3 separate regions of the Sus scrofa genome follow, and regions 2 and 3 are each linked to region 1. The links are chromatin contacts, called in public HiChIP or PLAC-seq and promoter capture Hi-C maps. All regions are on one chromosome and are shown on one strand. Each heading gives the region's core, a stretch centred on a gene start, on an enhancer-like site or on the middle of the called end of the contact. The rest is flanking DNA. Distances are from core to core; before and after follow the strand shown.

Evidence for each region. Promoter capture Hi-C pulls out the DNA fragments that hold promoters and counts their contacts. HiChIP or PLAC-seq counts read pairs in DNA pulled down with a chosen protein or histone mark.
Region 2: a promoter capture Hi-C map of fetal liver shows a contact between it and region 1, with 4 times the contacts expected there. The contact joins the promoter of NINL here to the promoter of ACSS1 in region 1. A contact is called at or near these places in 1 of 5 promoter capture datasets (fetal liver) and 1 of 47 Hi-C or Micro-C datasets (embryonic fibroblasts).
Region 3: an H3K27ac HiChIP or PLAC-seq map of alveolar macrophages shows a contact between it and region 1. The contact joins the enhancer-like site here to the promoter of ACSS1 in region 1. A contact is called at or near these places in 5 of 47 Hi-C or Micro-C datasets (brain, embryonic fibroblasts, fetal skeletal muscle and 2 more) and 1 of 2 datasets of contacts at active chromatin or transcription factors (alveolar macrophages).

Annotation. Positions count from the first base shown.
Region 1 is chr17:30,838,189-30,841,456 of Sscrofa11.1, reverse strand. It overlaps ACSS1 (acetyl-coenzyme A synthetase 2-like, mitochondrial), which reads left to right and starts at 1,658. Exons shown (of 14, transcript XM_001927113.6): 1 at 1,658-2,027. The coding sequence starts at 1,742.
Region 2 is chr17:31,193,275-31,196,542 of Sscrofa11.1, reverse strand. It overlaps NINL (ninein-like protein), which reads left to right and starts at 1,502. Exons shown (of 22, transcript XM_021078311.1): 1 at 1,502-1,687.
Region 3 is chr17:30,493,853-30,497,120 of Sscrofa11.1, reverse strand. No RefSeq gene overlaps it. Among named protein-coding and RNA genes, the nearest start is that of CST3, 21 kb to the right of the region's middle. Within about 2 kb of position 1,735, at least 9 of the 83 cell types and tissues checked have an H3K27ac peak or open chromatin away from gene starts, as enhancers often do. A contact at or near this core is called in alveolar macrophages, where this site is marked.

The DNA of each region.
Region 1 (3,268 bases), core at 409-2,908:
TTACATCAGGGAGTGAAGTGTTAGCGGCCATCTTTGGGGACAACTCCCCCCACCCCTGGGCCACAGTTAAGGTCTTTCTCTGTTGCAATTTACTTAATCTATTTAAAATGATGATTTAGGCCAAGTGAGGGGGATATTGAGGTGGGAGTGGGTGTGCTGGCACCACGTGCTTTTTAGCAATTCTGTTTATTTCTCTCTGCTCAGTGAGTCCCTTGTTCCACTTGAGAGTTGAGAGTTGGCAGCACTTGATAGCACTAGATAATTTTTTTTTTAAAGCACCTGTGGCATATGGAAGTTCCTGAGCCAGGGGTTGAGCCACAGCCACTGTAGAAGCAATGCTGAATAGTTATGTCGTGAGCCACACGGAAAGTCCAGAACCAGATAATTTTTAAATTAAGTAAAAATTGCAAGTAAATGCTCAGCACAGAGCAGGACCCATGTCTAGTGCTAGCTGTTATCACTGGTTTCCCAGCCTTAAAAAGCAGTAGCAGGAGGGTGAGCACACACACACACACACACACACACAGGCACACAGGCACACGTGCTGGGGCTGACTGACAGCACAAATACCTCCTACTGCTAACAGGAAGGGATCTATGCTAAACCCAAAGCACTCGACCAACCAGTTTTCAAAAATCCCCTCTCCCTTCTGTTTACATTACATGTTTACTTTGTGTGCTTGTTGTAATATTTAAGAGTCTAGTTGCCACAAGTTTCTGTGGGTTTCCCACTATCTTTCCCAGCTTGACAACAGGAACACAGCCTTCACTACTGGGTCCCCTGGGAGACCCTCCTCCCCCCAGGGAGACATTACTTTTGTTTACCTCCCCAGGGCTGCTTAAAGAATAAACGAGTCGGCGTCTGAAATGTGCAGCCTGGAAGGGGTAACCAGGGAACTCAGTAGTGGAGTCGGTGTAGGCACAGAGGGGTTAAGGAACTGGTCCCGGGATACAGAGCTAGAAACTTCAGATTTTGACCTCAGGCCACAGATGCTGGAGCTGCGCTTGAGAACTCCCACGGTTCCAAATCAATCATGGCTGGTGGAATGTTTGCTTCTCTGCTGTATAAAAGCACCAGATCCCAGACCCAAGGTCTTACAGTCTCCTGGTCCGAGGACCCCTGACCAGCCCACTTAGCCCACGGGGACTACTTGTGTATGTTTTGGGGGAAGGCGTACAGGCCACCCAGGCCGCTCAAGCATTCAATCTCGAGGCCCCACAAAGGGATGAACACTTTGCTCTCAGCCTCTGAGATGCTGAACCGACCAAACCTGACGAGTGGTCCTTGGAGCAACTTGTGCGCCTCGCTCCGCGGGTCACTAACATCTGTGCCGGCTCCCTCCCACCCGCGACGGTTTCCAGCTCCCAGGAGAGCCTGCATTGCCCGCGCAGATCTGCGGTTGACAAAACGGCGCAGCCGTCGGAACTCGTCGGGGACGCATCAACTGAAACCCCGGCAGCCCGGCAGGGGACCCCCTCCGCCGCCGCGCTCCCAACTCCACTTCCACAGGGGCTCCACCTCCCTTCGCAGCCCAGCTCTGCGTGGGGTGAAGAGGGGTGGGACAGGGCAGGGCGGAGGGGGGGGCGGTGGTCAGAGGCGGAGCGGGGGCGGGGAGTGTCGGGAGGCAGCTTCAGACAGGAGGGGCGGGGGGCGGGGCGGGGCGGGAGGCGGGGCGGGGCCGAAGCGGGGCGCGGGCGCGCGAGGGCTGGGTCGCCACAGCCGCGAGGGGCTCTGAGGCGCGATGGCTGCCCGTTGCTTGGGCTGCGGCGTCGGGCGGCTCCTGGGCGGCCTTCGCGGGGTGGGGGCTCGGGGCCCCGGGGTCCCCCGTCTCTGGAGCAGCGCCCCCGCCGCGCCGCCCGGCTCTTATCAGGAGCGGATCGCGCTGGCCGCGCGCGAGCCGGCCGCCTTCTGGGGGCCGCTGGCGAAGGACGTGCTCGTGTGGGACACCCCCTACCACACGGTGAGCGACTGCGACTTCCGCAGCGGCAAGATCGGCTGGTTCCTGGGAGGCCAGTTAAATGTGTCCGGTGAGTGGGCTCGGGGACCCTGGCGCCCGAGCTCGGCGACGGCTGCCGCACTCGCCCCCTCCTCAGCGTTCGGGCGTGCGGCGCCGTCACCCCGCCCCCACCCACCGGCCCAGCCCGGCCCACTCCCCTGCCACCCGGCCGGCACCCCCCACGTTGAACGGGGTCCCGGCGCCCCATGCCGTGCGCGCCCGCGGGAGGCAGTGAGACGCCTGCGCCGAGCGGGGGTGGAGGGCGCGGGGACCCCGGAGCCGGACTTCCTGCTCCCGTCCCGGCGGGAGATAGCACCGAGAAGCTTTTGGCTGTTGCCACCGCCAGGTGCGGGCCGGCGACTCGCTTGGGGAGCAGCCCTGCCCGTGTAAACAAATCGAGCTGTGGCGGGTGGCCGAGGAGGAGAGCCCCGCCAGTAGCCAGAATCGACCCGTAGCCGGAATCGGCTCGCAGCCGGGAAGGAAGCAGTGGTGGGGCCTCCCAGTTCTCAGTTTCACCTTCGCCCGGAAGACCCACGGCGCTGGCTTTAGTCCCGGTGCGTTTGGGACCCCAGAAACCAGCTCCACTGCCCGTCAGTCCTCGGGTCTCTGCAGAGACTGAATCCCGCCACGCGCTGTCAGGATTTGGGATCGGGTAGAGGGGAGAGTAACCCCTTCCCCAGCCCAGCTAGGGGAGAAGGCCCGGGAACTAAGGCTGCGGCCAGCCTGGCAAGGTCTGGCCTGGGTGTGGGCAGCCGGGCAGGGTGGTCAGAGGGGAACGGGGAAAGGTAAGTGGGGTCTGGGTTGTTTGAGGAAAGGAACTGTAGGTCTTCATGACCAAGGCCTGAATTGGGAAGTGGGGGTCTGAGTCTCCCAGGCTCCACCATCTACTGGCCCAGTTGCTCTGTACCTCTGAGCCTCAGTCTCCTCCTGGGTAGACTGGGGGTGGTAATGCCCACCTGAAGGGGCTGGTTGTAAGGACAAAGTACGCAGAAGTATGGACCGGTCCCAGCACTTATTGGCGATTAATAAATAGTAGTAATTTTAACTCATAAAATTCAGAAATAGCCGTAAAATAATAGCTAGTATCTTTCAGTTATTTTTCAAACAGAGACACTTAAGAGAACTTTGGACCAGATTTTTTTTTCATATTGTGTATTGTTTTACTGGTTTAATCAAAATGACTCACTTAGTAGATAAGCGTTTTCTCTAAAACTGAGTCAGCAGCAAGTGTCCTTGAACTAGTGGGAAAACCCCCAAACCCTTGGATGTGCA
Region 2 (3,268 bases), core at 253-2,752, 360 kb before region 1:
ACCACAGAACAAGAGAAAGTAGGTCTGTGGAGAGAAAGAAGTAGGAAGTAAGATGAGGGAGGGTGAGGACCTGCAGGTGAGGAGAGGTGTCATGCAATGAATTGTGTCTCCAAAGTTGCATGTGCTGAAGCCCTAACCCCTAGTGTGATTATCTGGAAATGGTGTCTTTTTTTTTTTTTGCCACACACACAGAATGCTGAAGTTCCCAGGCCATGGAATGAACCCACACCACAGCTATAACCAGAGTCAAAGCAGTGACAACACTGGATCCTTAAGCTGCTAAACCAGGAGGGAACTCCCAATAGGGTCTTTAAAGAGGTGATTCAGGTTAACTGAGGTCAAAAGGGTGGGCCCCTAATCCCATAGGACTGGTATCTTTTTTTTTTTTTTTTGCTTTTTACAGCCACACAAGTGGCATGTGGAAGTTCCTGGGGGCTAGGGGTGGAATCCGAGCTGCAGTTGCCGGCCTACACCACAGCCACAGCAATGCCAGATCCTAGCTGCATCTGAGACCTACGCCACAGCTTGCAATCCTTAACTCACTGAACAAGGCCAGGGATTGAAACTGCATCCTCACAGAGACAACATCAGGTTCTTTTTTTTTTTTTTTGGTCTTTTTCCAGGGCTGCACCTGCGGTATATGAAGGTTCCCAGGCTAGGGGTCTAATCAGAGCTATAGCCGCTGGCCTACACCAGAGCCACAGCAACACGGGATCCAAGTCGCCAGAACAGGAACTCCCCTGCTGAACTTTTCTGGCCAACTTTCTGCTCTCCTTAGGTTCCCCTCCTCTTTGCTTCTCCTTAGCATTTTCAACTTACTAACGCTTTTTGTATATTTCTCTTAAGTTTTAAAATTGTCTTCTAGCATGTAAACTCCAGGAGGGGCAGTGATTTTTCCCTCAAAAGAGAGATCTTCCCATTTTCACTGCTCTGTTCTCAATGCCTGACACTAGTAGATGCTCAATAAATATTTATTGATTGAATGTATGATGGAAAAACTTTGAAATTTTATGTCTTCTTGTTTCCTCAGCTGCGATTAGGGGTTTTGCCTAACTGGCTTCCTCGGATTGTTTCCCGAAGAGGATTCTAGACCAAGACCTGTGAACAACAAGGGTGCATAGCTCAGAGATCAGTGAGGTCTGCCTCTGGATTCACTCCCTGAGGCTCTAATCTTTCCAGAAATGCCCCCTGGGCTGCCCTTGCAACCCAACCCTGCACATTCCTGCCGAGGGACACCCCGCACGCCCCGCCCACTCGTCACTGGCCACGCCCCTCTGGATTGCTTAAACAGGTCCAGTCCTCGGGCCTCAGCCCATTGTTGGCGGCCGCGCCCCTTCTTGACCACGCCCCGCACCTAGCCACGCCCCTTCTTTAAGCCCCACCGCTTTAGCCCCGCCCACTCTGCCCCATCCCCTCCAGCCCCGCCTCCGATTTTGCCCCCGCCGTCTATGGTCCCGCCCCTGTGTTCGGCTCGGAGGCGCAGGCCCCACCTCCTCTGGCCCCGCCCCAGCCGAGCCTTCGGCGTCCCTATCGTGTAGCACCCGCGGCGCCTGCAGGCCTGTAGGAGCGCGGCGCAGGGACCTCCAGACACAAAGAGCGGCGGCAGGACGCGGGTGGGAGGCGTGCGCCCGCCCGGCGCTCTTGGTCTGTCCGCGCGCGGGCGGAACCCGAGACGCCCCTAGCCCAGGTGAGCGGGCCGCGCACCGCGATCGCGCCTCCGCGGAAGCCCAGGGGTGGGCCGGTGGGGACCAAGTGCCGGGGATCCGTGCCTCGCTCCGCCTACGAGTCTAGTGGCCCCTCGGGAAGTCTGGTAGGAGCCCGCTTCCCCAGAGACCATGCGGGGCTGGGCGGGTCCTCCGGCGGCGGCCGCGACTAGGTCAGGCGGAGCGCGTGTGGTCGGCTGGGGTCGCGGGGTGGCCGGGCGCGTCCTCTGAGCTGCTGTTGGCGTCCAGTTACTGCACAGGATGAGCTCTGAATAAAATCCTCCTACTATGCACGGGCTCTCGGGACTACCTGCTTCCTTCTAATGTATAACGAGTTTGCACTTAGAAAAGTTGTTAGAAATAAGCACTCACTGAGCTCTGAGGTGGAAAAGTCTGCTGCGAGTTTTGTCTGCTATGAATTGTTTGCAGAAGTGCCGCTTTCCTCCCGTCAGTGCTTTCAGTCACCGGTCCATAAATTGTGATTACTGGGACCTCTGTGTAGGGCTGTGTGTCTCTCTGTTCCTTTCTTCTCCTGGAGTCTTGGGCCAGGCTGTGAAACAGGGAGGAGTCCGGGGCAAGAACTGTGGGGCTTGGGGGCTTGGAGGGTTGAATGATGCTCACTGCCCCACCACCGACACTGAGCAAAGGTGAGCTGCTCCACAGAGACCGCAGCTGTGATTTCCAGGTTTTCCACATTGGACTTAGAATACTTTTAAAAGCAGAAAAAAAAAAAAAAAAGTTAAAAACCGGTCCGTTAAAGAGAACACTAAGCAGCCTCTCAGTTGTGTGAACGTGTAAAAGAGGAGTAAGCGCATATTAAAAAAAAAAGCTAAGGTGGTTACGGATGTGGCTGCCACCATGCTGTCCCTTTCCTGTTTGGTTTACACATCATCTGTAGTGGTTTACACCATTACGGATTGAGCTGGTCTATACTGGCCAGTACAGTGGGACATGAGTATTTATATATAGTTCAGGCTCAATAAAAAATAGAGGATAATTGCTTTTGCAGAATGGTAAAATAACAGGCCTCCACCAAAGAACTTGAGATAACATTTAACATCATCAAATTAGAAAGAGAACACATTATAGAAGAGTTAGAGTTTTAACTTTTTTTTTTTTTTTTTTTTTTTTTGTCTTTTTGCCATTTCTTGGGCTGCTCCTGTGGCATATGGAGGTTCCCAGGCTAGGGGTCGAATCAGAGCTGTTGCTGCCTGCCTATGCCAGAGCCACAGCGACGTGGGATCCGAGCCGCGTCTGTGACCTACACCACAGCTCACGGCAACGCCTGATCCTTAACCCTCTGAGCAAGGCCAAGGGTCAAACCCGCAACCTCAAGGTTCCTAGTCGGATTCGTTAACCACTGAGCCACAATGGGAACTCCCCTAACATTTTTTTCAATTGAGGAGTTATAAACTTTGATGGAAACTGATATTTCTGTCACTTATATTTTCTCCATTATATTGTGGTTTGCTGGGCTGCTCCGAGTTAGAACACCTAAATTTCTAGCTGTGAGTATTCAAAGTGTTTAGATCCTGCCCTTTTATGCTGAGTGGTTTTAGGTGCTA
Region 3 (3,268 bases), core at 486-2,985, 340 kb after region 1:
GCTGAACTTTCTCCTCAGTCACGTCCTCTTGGATGGGAAACTGTCCATCACGAACGGGCCACATGCTCTTGTTAAGCCCTGGAATGGAAGCAGCCTTCCCTGATGTTCACACTCTGTGTCCCCGGAGGAGTGAGAAGGAGAATTAGGGGGAGCAGAGCCAGGGAGCAGAGGGAAGACACGAGGAAAGGGACAGAGGAGGGAGGGGAACCTAGGCCTGTCTGCAGGCATGTCCTCATGCACTGTCACCTGCTCCCAGGAGGTCCCCATCTCCTGCATGGTGAGTCCTGGGGACGCAGGTCTGGGCCTCACTGCAGGAGAATGGCGGGCTGCTGCCATCTGCTGGCCTTTGCTGTGCCCAAGAGCCCCAAGCTGAGCCAAGCCAGGAAGTGGTCTCTCTCAGAGTGGGTAGTCCTCCAAATCGGACCCTAAGTCATGGACACCCTAGCCTGGGAACCTCCACATGCAGTGGGATGCCGGCCCTAGAGAAAAGGCCAGTAAATATAGAAATAAAATAAAAAAAAAAAAAAAAAAAAAAAAAAATAAAATAAAATAAAAAAGTAAAATTCATGAATGCGACACGATCTCCTTAGGAAGGCTGAGGGCATCTCAGGGGTAGGGATAAGTCCCGCCAGCTTCTGAGCCCTTGATGCCTTCCTGGGCAGGGAAGGGGCACGCGGGGATGGGGGGTGCTGTGCCTGTTCAGGTGGTTCAGGCAGAGGGAGGAGAAAGGAAGGGTCCCTACTTCTGCCAGATCCCATCCTGCACCTCCCTCTGCGGGGACACAGGGTCGTTGCTATGTCTCATTCCTCTTTCCTTTCCTCCTGTGTTTTCCCACAAGACCCACAGCTGCAGCAGCCTAGGTTGTGGCTGTGATGTGGGGAGCCCAGAAGCTGGTGGCCTATGGTTGACTTGGGGAGGCAGGACGCAGTGTGAACGCTCACCACGAAGAACGTGGCACCAAGAAAGTCATTCTGAGACCACGCCGTCCTCTCTCTGCTTTCTTAGACGAGGAAGTAGGGGCCCTGGGAAGGGAGAAGCCCACATAGGAGCAGTGGGTCCCAGGCGCCTGGGGTCACGAAGAACAAATGGAGAAATGCCAGCCTCTTAACTGAAGTTTGGCCACTGTCCACTGAGATCAGGCTTCCTGGGAACCCAGCACTGACACCCTGCTTCTGGGAAAGGCAGAGAGGCGCTTGTGCCAGTGTGATAGGATTAACAGAGCCGCCTCCCTGGCTGGAAGATCTGCAGCAGCTCTGCAGCACCGCCCTCAGGAAAACACAGACATAATCCCCCCGGGCCTGGCGCTGTGTGACAGCATGTGAGCAGATGTGGCAAGCGCACATGTGATGCCGCTGGTCCTCCTGTCCCCTCGGAGCCCCCGTGAGGAGCAGCCACCGCCCCTCAGCCTGGCCGCAGCACGAAGCCACAGCTGTGCCAGCCACAGCCATGCTCCGACGGGAGGGCATGGGAGGAAGTGTGTGGTGTAAAACCCTCAGAGGTCAAGGTCTTGCAGAAGCCTGACTGATCCGATTTAGCCCCCTCTCCACCTTGCGTCTACCCCCGTCTTTTCCTTTCCCACCATCCCATCACAACTCATGGGCCATCGCAGGTAATCAGGCAGTTACGGGTTACAGAAGCAGTGTTCAGTGTTTCCCCTGGTACATCCTAGCTGGTGCCTGTACCTTCCTGGATCACGGATACACAAGAGCAATCCTGACAGTGGGTAGAGCACAGCGAGGGAGACCTCACTGCCAGGGGCCGCCCTCCAAAAGGGGAAACCCCACCACTGCCTCATCATACACAGCAGCCAGGGAGCAGGCAGCGCTCAGGCTCACACCATATCTGACACTTAAAAACGAAATGCTAAGAAACAGAGGCAACAGGCAGGGAAAGCCATGGTTATGTTGAATGGTTGTTTTTAGATAAGAAAACTCCATTTTCAGGTGTACAGCCTGAGGCAGAAGAGAGGCAAACAGGACTGGTGAGGTTCCCAGGCTGACTCACCCCAACTCTGTTTCATTGTCCCATTTCTAATCCACTGGGGCGGGAGGTTTGACCTGATCACATGATGGGTGTTTGGGAGACGGGTTGTACTCAGCCCTACTGAAGCGGGGGAAGGAAGTGGGGAAGAAAGGATGGAAGAGGGAGGGAAGGAAGAAAGAGGGAAGGAGGGAGGAGGGTGGGAGGAGGGGGAAGGGAGGGGGAGGGGAGGGAGGGGGGAGGGTTTCCTGGAGAGATGTTCCCAGGGAAACTTGCAGAGCACTGGGGAAGCAGGAGGCAGAGGAAGCTGAGGGCAGAGGTGGGTTTCCGGTGAGCTCCAGCCTCAGAGTCATCCCAGGGTCTCTGGGACCTGAGTGGCACCACAGCATTGTCCCGGTGGAGGCATGGGGTCCAATCACTGGTCACTGGCCAAGGGCTGCATCTGGTAGGCAGGGGCCAATCGCCCAGGCCTTCAGCCAAGGGCAGCGTCTGGGGGCAGCCTCTGCTGAGGTCGGAGGCGGGGGCACCCGCAGCTCTGCTCTGGGGGTGTCCTCTGCTCTGAGCACAGACTTCAACCAGGCTGCCAGGCTTGGCCGGAGGGGGAGTATGAATACCAGCCATAACACCACGTAAGTCACGTCCCCTTAACCAGCAGGTGCCCCCCCACTGCCGTGACCTCCTTGAATTTAGAGACATGACGTTCAGACAGTGGTAACTTGTTCTCCAAATGCTCGCATAGCGCACTCATCTCAGGAGAGGAATGCTGGGATTCTGACTGGCTTCCCGGTGCTGAGCTGAGTTCCAGCCCAGTCACTGTGACCACGGGGACCCATACCCAGGAACACCTCTGCTGTCCTCCTCCTCAGATGAGCTGAGACTTCAGGAGCAGGACAGGGAAGGGACGTGAGTTCAGAGAAGTGAAACAAGAAGCAAGGGGACTTCTGCCCTAAGATCCCCCGAAGATCCCGACCTGACAGCAGCGTGTAGAGTCCCCGTCTCAAGTCCCTGGTGGAGCCGGGTCGCAGGGAAGCGCGCAGACTCCACCTCCTCTGGACCGACTGCCCCTCAGCAGCAGCCGCAAGGATGGGTCCCCCATCTGTCCTCCCACTGCTTCCTGCCCACACATTCCCGCCTGGCCACACCCCAAGGCCCGGGTTTCCCACCTTCCACCTCTGCATCTGTCCCAGGAACTGCCATCCTCATGCACCTGCGTTATGAGGGGCTCAGCCATGTGTAGGGTCTGGCTGGGCAGCAGGAAGGGTCAAGTTCAGGGTTCGGGTTAGGACTC